Linked DNA regions of Macaca mulatta: region 1 is linked to region 2. Evidence: chromatin contacts called from public Hi-C data. All regions are on one chromosome and are shown on one strand. The core of a region is the stretch at or near the end of the contact, and the rest is flanking DNA. Distances in the headings are between cores, read along the strand shown.

Region 1 (3,304 bases), core at 590-3,089, 250 kb after region 2:
AATTAGCCAGGCGTGGTGGTAGATGCCTGTAATCCCAGCTACTCCGGAGGCTAAGGCAGGAGAATCGCTTGAACCCGGTGGGGCGGAGGTTGTGGTGAGCCGAGATCACGCCACTGCCCTCCAGCCTGGGCAACAAGAGAGAAACTCTGTCTCAAAAAAAAATTAAAATAAAAATAAAATAAAAAAGCTAACTCAGCCGGCGCGGTGAGTCACACCTGTAATCCCAGCACTTTGGGGGGCTGAGGCGAGCGCATCATCTGAAGTCAGGAGATCGAGACCATCTTGGCTAACCCGGTAAAACCCCGTCTCTACTAAAAAGTAGCTGGGCGTGGTGGTGTGCGCCCATCATCCCAGCTACTTGGGAGGCTGAGACAAGAGAATCGCTTGAACCTGGGAGGCAGAAGTTGCAGTGAGCCAAGATAATGCCACTACACTCCAGCCTGGGTGACAGAGCAAGACTCTCAAAAAAAAAGAAATAAATAAAAAGTAACTCTGTGAGGTAATATGTTAATTAGCTAGATTTAACCATTCCATAATGTATACATTACTTGAAATGATCATGTTGTATACACAATAAATGCAGACAGTAAATAATTTTTTAAAAAATATTTTCCTAAGGAAATAGAAATTATCGAAGTAGGTAATATATTCAATTAACCTAAATTGTAAAACATTATAAAACACAGAGAACTGTTATAATTCATTCTCATCTATTCGTTTAACTCAGGTTAGCTTAGTTTTGAATCACTACATATTCTTAAAAGGAGTGAAATTAGTCACATTCCATTTATCTTCCAAATTTATCAACGTTTATGAAGATTTATTTCAAGAATAATTTGTACAGGGCCTAATTAAATTATGAACCAACAAAATTAGTCTTAAATGATCCTCAAGCCCCACTTTTTCCTGCACTTTGCTCTCTTAATCTCTTCGTCCATCAAAACTGCTTCAAGAAAAAGTTCTGGTAAGTTTCTTGTACTAAGGGTAAAAATGGTAAGTTCCCGTGTTAAGTTCCCGCCCTTTTTGGAAGGAGGCATTTTGAAACAGAGAGTGTTTTCTGGTGCCCTGAAGTCACACAATAAACCTACCTGCCTATGCGTAATCCTGTGAAGTGAATAAAGCGTCCAGGCCACGCATTTAAATACTCAATTTATTTTAGTTATATAAATGGCGTTGGTTTAGGTGCAGGGTACAAACTTATTTGGAAATCATAGTTTTGATAACTGCGTTTGGCAGGGTAATTTGGAAAGAGTTCGCCCGGGTTAAGACACCAATGGATGAAATACTTGTCAATCCCGGAGAAAAGGCATCTCAAGAATGGAAAGACTTGCTGGCTCGGGCTCCCTCGGGGAGTTCTAGGTGTAGGAACTGCGCGCTCTCCGTTACTTCTCGGTTACTGCCCAGCACAAAGGACGATGCGAATACCAACAGACTGGACGAGTCGGTGACTACAGTTTGCATTAAGAGGCGGCGCTTTTTGGGTTTCGGAGGGTTCCACTGGAACCTACCAGGGTCAGGAACACCGACGCGCGGATTCCGCCCACCAGACATCCTGGGGAAGCGAGCCTGAAGGCGCGGCGCAGCTAGAGAGAACCTCGGCATTCAGGTCGCCCAGAGGCAGCTAAGGGGCCCGTGGGCAGGGCCTGCTATCCGGCTGCGCCGCAGGCCGGCGAGAGGCCGGCGCCGAGGACCCGTCGCGCGGCGGCCAGGCCCCCTCGATTCCCCCTCGCCCCGCCCCCTAGGGCCCGCCCCTTCCCGGGCCGTGCACCCGCGCGCCCCGCCCGCGGGCGGAAGCTGGAGCGAGGCTGAACGCCTGACGTCAAGGCGACATCGCCAAACCTCGCCCAGAGTCAGGCGTGTAAACCAGCCGGAGCGGCGGCGGCAGCGGCAGGATCGCCGTGGCGCCGAGAGTAGCGACCCGGAGGGAGCGCGGGGCGACGCTGGCTGCGGGGACCCGGTGACAGCGTGAGAGGTTCGCAGAGTGAGTGCGTGGCCGCTGAGGGAAGCGGCGGTGGCGGCCGCGCGGGGCGGGGGCCGGGCGCCGGCTGAGGGGAGCGGGTGGGGTGCGGCGAGGCGCGGGCCGGGAGCGGCGGTCAGGGGCCCCGGCGGCGGCAGCCCCTTGGCGCGCGGCAGGTGGCGCGAGGGCCAGGCGCCCGGCCGGCTAGCGCGCTGCCTTGCGGGCCGGCGAGGAGGAGCCGCCGCCGCCGCCGCGGGGGAACAGCGCGCTTTGCGGAAGGGGTCAAATGTCTGAAATATGGCGGAGGAAGTGAGAGCCCGAGGACCCCCCCACCCGCCCGCTCTCTTCAGCCCGCGGCCGCCGCAGCTTCTCCCGCCGCCCTCCTTTCCCCGCCGGCTCCCCCGAAGACTCGCTCCCCGCCCCGAGTCCCCTCGCTTGTCGCCTGGGTTCCCTCCGTGGTATGGGTGGAAGTTAGAACGGAAACCATAAAGTTGTCCTTTGCGAAGACCCAGCTTCCCCTAGCCCCGAGCTAGGGAGAGGAGCCTTCGGGGGAAACCACTCCCCTGCGCCCCGCAGGCTTGAGCCTGACAGGGAAAAAGTTTGCCTGAAACGGGGCTGGCTTGCTCCATTTGTTGCGGGAAGTGGCAGGAGGAAGGCAGCGGAGGGAGCCCCACCTAGTCTGGCAGCAGCCACCGTGCAGAGAAAAACTGTTAAAGGGGCCTTTCCCTTCGTCAGCAAGAGGAAATCTCTTTATCTTACAGAGGGAGAGAAAATCCAGGAAGTTTGTCCTCTTCTCTTTTTCGCCATCTCTGGGTGTCTAATCCTAAAACTATCAGCGCCATGAATTTTATTTAAAACTACGCCCAATGAACCGGGCCCTCCGGAGTTTTCTTCTGAAAAACACTGATGTCTTTTGGAGAAAAGATCATTCTTGCAAGTTAAAGCAGATGGATTCCTTCCCCTTCGCTTTACCCCCTCTTCCCACTTTCTTTAATAGTTTAGAAAAACGTTTTGGCCGTGTAACTTCTGATTGGTATGAATAGAAGCAGTTGTGTGTTGCAGTAACGGGAAATCACATTTTTACGGGGTAGAAAGTTGACACTAAATGAAGATTGTGATTTTAGTATTTTAAAATTAATTCCGTCTAATTGGATTTTGGTTTTGCTGGCGGCATCTAATATATGTCGAGTACTTAACAATTTAAAGCTCTGACTCGTAAATTTACTTTTGAACTCTCTTTTTTTGTAATTAGAATACTATTTGGACTTGCTCAACAAGACCATATCTTAACAAGAAGTAACTTATATAAATAGAAAAGGGAGACATTCATTTAACTTCAAGCCCATA
Region 2 (3,044 bases), core at 345-2,844:
TAGAGGAAAAGAGGGTCTATAATGGCCCTCCAGATCTCCATGTTCTGATGTCTCTTGTCATCCATACTCTCATGTTGTTTATTTCTTGCATTGACTAATGAATAAAGCTCTCATTAGGAACATTCCATGCATTGCTAGGTCCTGATAGTCATCTTTGACTTTGCACTTTGTCTCCTATCCCACATCTGTTCCATCAGCAAATCCTATTGTCTCTACCTTGTGAGTGTACCCAGAATCCAACAGCGTCCCCACCTGTACTGCCAATGCCCCAGCCCAACGTTCACCATCACTCCTCTGCTTCATCACCACCATGGCCGCCCAGTTGGCATCCCTACCTCTGCCCTTGCCTGAGAGAGTCTACTCTCCACAGCAGCTGGGGTGCTCATGTGAAAACATGCATCACATCATGAGGCTGCTCTGCTCCATGCCCCCAGGAACAGGCTATCCCCCTCAGACTAAAAGCCCAGGACCTCCAAATGGCCTACAAGGCCCCACCGGTCCTTTCCAATCACCCCATCTGTCCTCCCTTCTCTCACCATTACCCAGCCACATTGCCTGTTTACTGTTTCTGAGGAAGGCACCTCCGTCCTCAGGGCTCTTGTACATTCTGTTCATTTTCCCTGACACACCCTTCCTCAGATAGCCATGTGACATTACCCCTTCGGTCTCCAGACCTTGGCTCAAGTGTCACTTTTTCAGGGAGACCTTCCCTAACCATCCCCAACATGCTCTGCTATCTGCTCTGCTATCAACATCTGACAATCCACTTATTAAACATGTTTATTGCCTGCCTCCCTCCACCAAAATGTCAGTTCCATGAGGGTGAGGATTGTTATTTCATTCATTCCCAGCTCCTTGAGCAAAACCTGATGCATCATTGGCATGCAACAAATAATAGTCGAATGAATTCATCTACCTGGTAGTCCTTGGCTGGAAAAAGTTTTTGATTTTTTGTCTTTATGAAACTAAACTACCTGCCAAAAAGACAAAGAGAAATTGCATTTAAATAAAACTTAAAACAAGTTGCAGAATTTGCATAGCATAATCTCATTTTCAGTTTTTAAATTATATGTGTGGGCATATATTATTGAACACTAACTGTATGCTAGCAGCATGATAAACAGACTATACATGGGTTATGTACTATACTCTTATATAAATGTTCATAATTGCATAATAAAAGCACTGGAAAACACACACCAAACTGTTAGCAAGTGGGAGTGAGGTTTGAGGGAGTGAGGGAAGACTAGCTTTTACTTTACACCATTCTTCATTAATTGAATGCTTTACAATGGAAATATTTTATAAATACAAAAAGAAAAACATCTGAAGAAACAATATCAGCGCCATCTCTATTGAACATTTTTCATCTTGCAGTTTTAACTTCTCACAGAATCCTTTCCTTTGGACTTGACGACTCTGGGCCTGTGCTAATTGCAGTCTCTCAGGAATTCCTCCTTGGCGACCATAGAAAATATTACAGGTGTCTGTGCTACCCAGAAAGCAAAGGGTTGTGGTGCTTTCTTTTTTCTTTTGAGTTCCATTGCAGTTGGTACAGTGATGAAATGAGAAATATTACACACAAGATTGCCACAATCCTCATTTTTGGCCTATCTTTATGTCCCACACATTCTTTTAAGATTTCTATCGCCTCAGTGTTGTCGATTTCCACACCCACAGCCTAACAAGGTGGTGCAATCGCCCTTTGCCACGCCCCAGAGCAACAGAAGGATGCTGCCCTGCTGCAGTTTCACAGCACACAGGGTCTTTCCGCTTCAGCTGGACAGAGGCCCCGCCAGGCCGTAGGGAGGATTCCGAAGGTCTCTCTGCAGAGGCCCGGCCTCTCAGACCGAAAAGGCTCCACCCAGGCAGCAAAGGACACTGTATGTGGGGCAGTCGGCCTGGGCCCCATGGCTCGTGTTTGTTGCCGAGTTGGGCAATGTGGGCTGCGGTTCACAGGGCAACACAGACTTCACCACCTATCACATCGGGGCTGGTGCAGCTGAGAAGGGCTGCTTCTTGCCTCTTGGTGACCACGCTCTCTCCCAGGCTGGGCCCACAGGAAGTCGGGCCGGGAAGGGAGGAGGCACTGCAAGCTGTGGGAACCACACCGGCTCCTTCACTGCTGACAAAGATCTACTCCACCCCCACTGAGAAACTAGCTCAGAACCAGCTTTCCTCCTCCTCCGCAGCCCTCATGCCCTGAATGACTGACTTGGGGGATGTTTACACTCATTTTTTTCATACTTAAGGGGGTGTAGGTGCCAGATCAACTTGTTCACCACTCAGACCGCACACAAGCAGCCTTACGTTGAAACTTGTTCAACCTCCAGTAATCAAGTCATGCAAGTGGAGAAAACTAGATAGCATTGCACATACACATATACATACACAGGCATATATAGACACATATATATCCATACATATGTGTGTGTGTGTGCGCGATGTTATCTAGTTTTCTCTTTATATATATTTAAAAATTACGTATATATATACACACACACACATATATATAGTTTTAATGCTAATAGTGCTTGCCAAATGCTTGGTTTCAGTTGACTGCTGGCAGAGTGTACAACCTTGGTACAACCTCTCTGAAAGGCACTTTGACAACAGATACCAAAAGCCTTCATATTCACAGTAATTCCACTTCAAGAATTTAATCTAAAGAAACGTAAAATGTATATACAAGGTTGTTCCTTCTAAGGTTACATCTACAAGTATAGACTAAAGCCATTCAAAATAATCTTTTGGAAGGCTTTTAAGGGCATAAAAAAGTCACCATAATAAATGAAAAGCCCTACACTTATATAAAAATGGACATAGTCTCATGTAAAAATATGTGTGTGCATATGTATATATGCATGTGAGTGTTTCTGTGTACAAAGAGAGAAGGAGCACTTCCTTTCTCTTGAACTAACCTCTGCCCTTGGCTTCCAATCACTGCATTCTTTCCTAGTTTTCTTCTAGTCTACTGGCTGCTCCTTTGTTCTCCCATGTTGCATCCTTCTCCTCTTCCCAACCAATCCATATTGGAGGGCTCA

What was found. Hi-C and Micro-C count contacts between places; a contact is called where the count stands out from the background.
Region 1: a Hi-C map of blood shows a contact between it and region 2, with 2.2 times the contacts expected there. The contact joins the promoter of RAP1B here to the enhancer-like site in region 2. A contact is called at or near these places in 5 of 14 Hi-C or Micro-C datasets (CD4 T cells, blood, cortical neurons and 2 more).

The regions. Positions count from the first base shown.
Region 1 is chr11:75,730,270-75,733,573 of T2T-MMU8v2.0, forward strand. RAP1B (RAP1B, member of RAS oncogene family) reads left to right here and starts at 1,840. Exons shown (of 8, transcript NM_001198678.1): 1 at 1,840-1,972.
Region 2 is chr11:75,485,432-75,488,475 of T2T-MMU8v2.0, forward strand. No RefSeq gene overlaps it. Among named protein-coding and RNA genes, the nearest start is that of MDM1, 35 kb to the left of the region's middle. Within about 2 kb of position 1,595, at least 20 of the 40 cell types and tissues checked have an H3K27ac peak or open chromatin away from gene starts, as enhancers often do. A contact at or near this core is called in CD4 T cells, blood and cortical neurons, where this site is marked.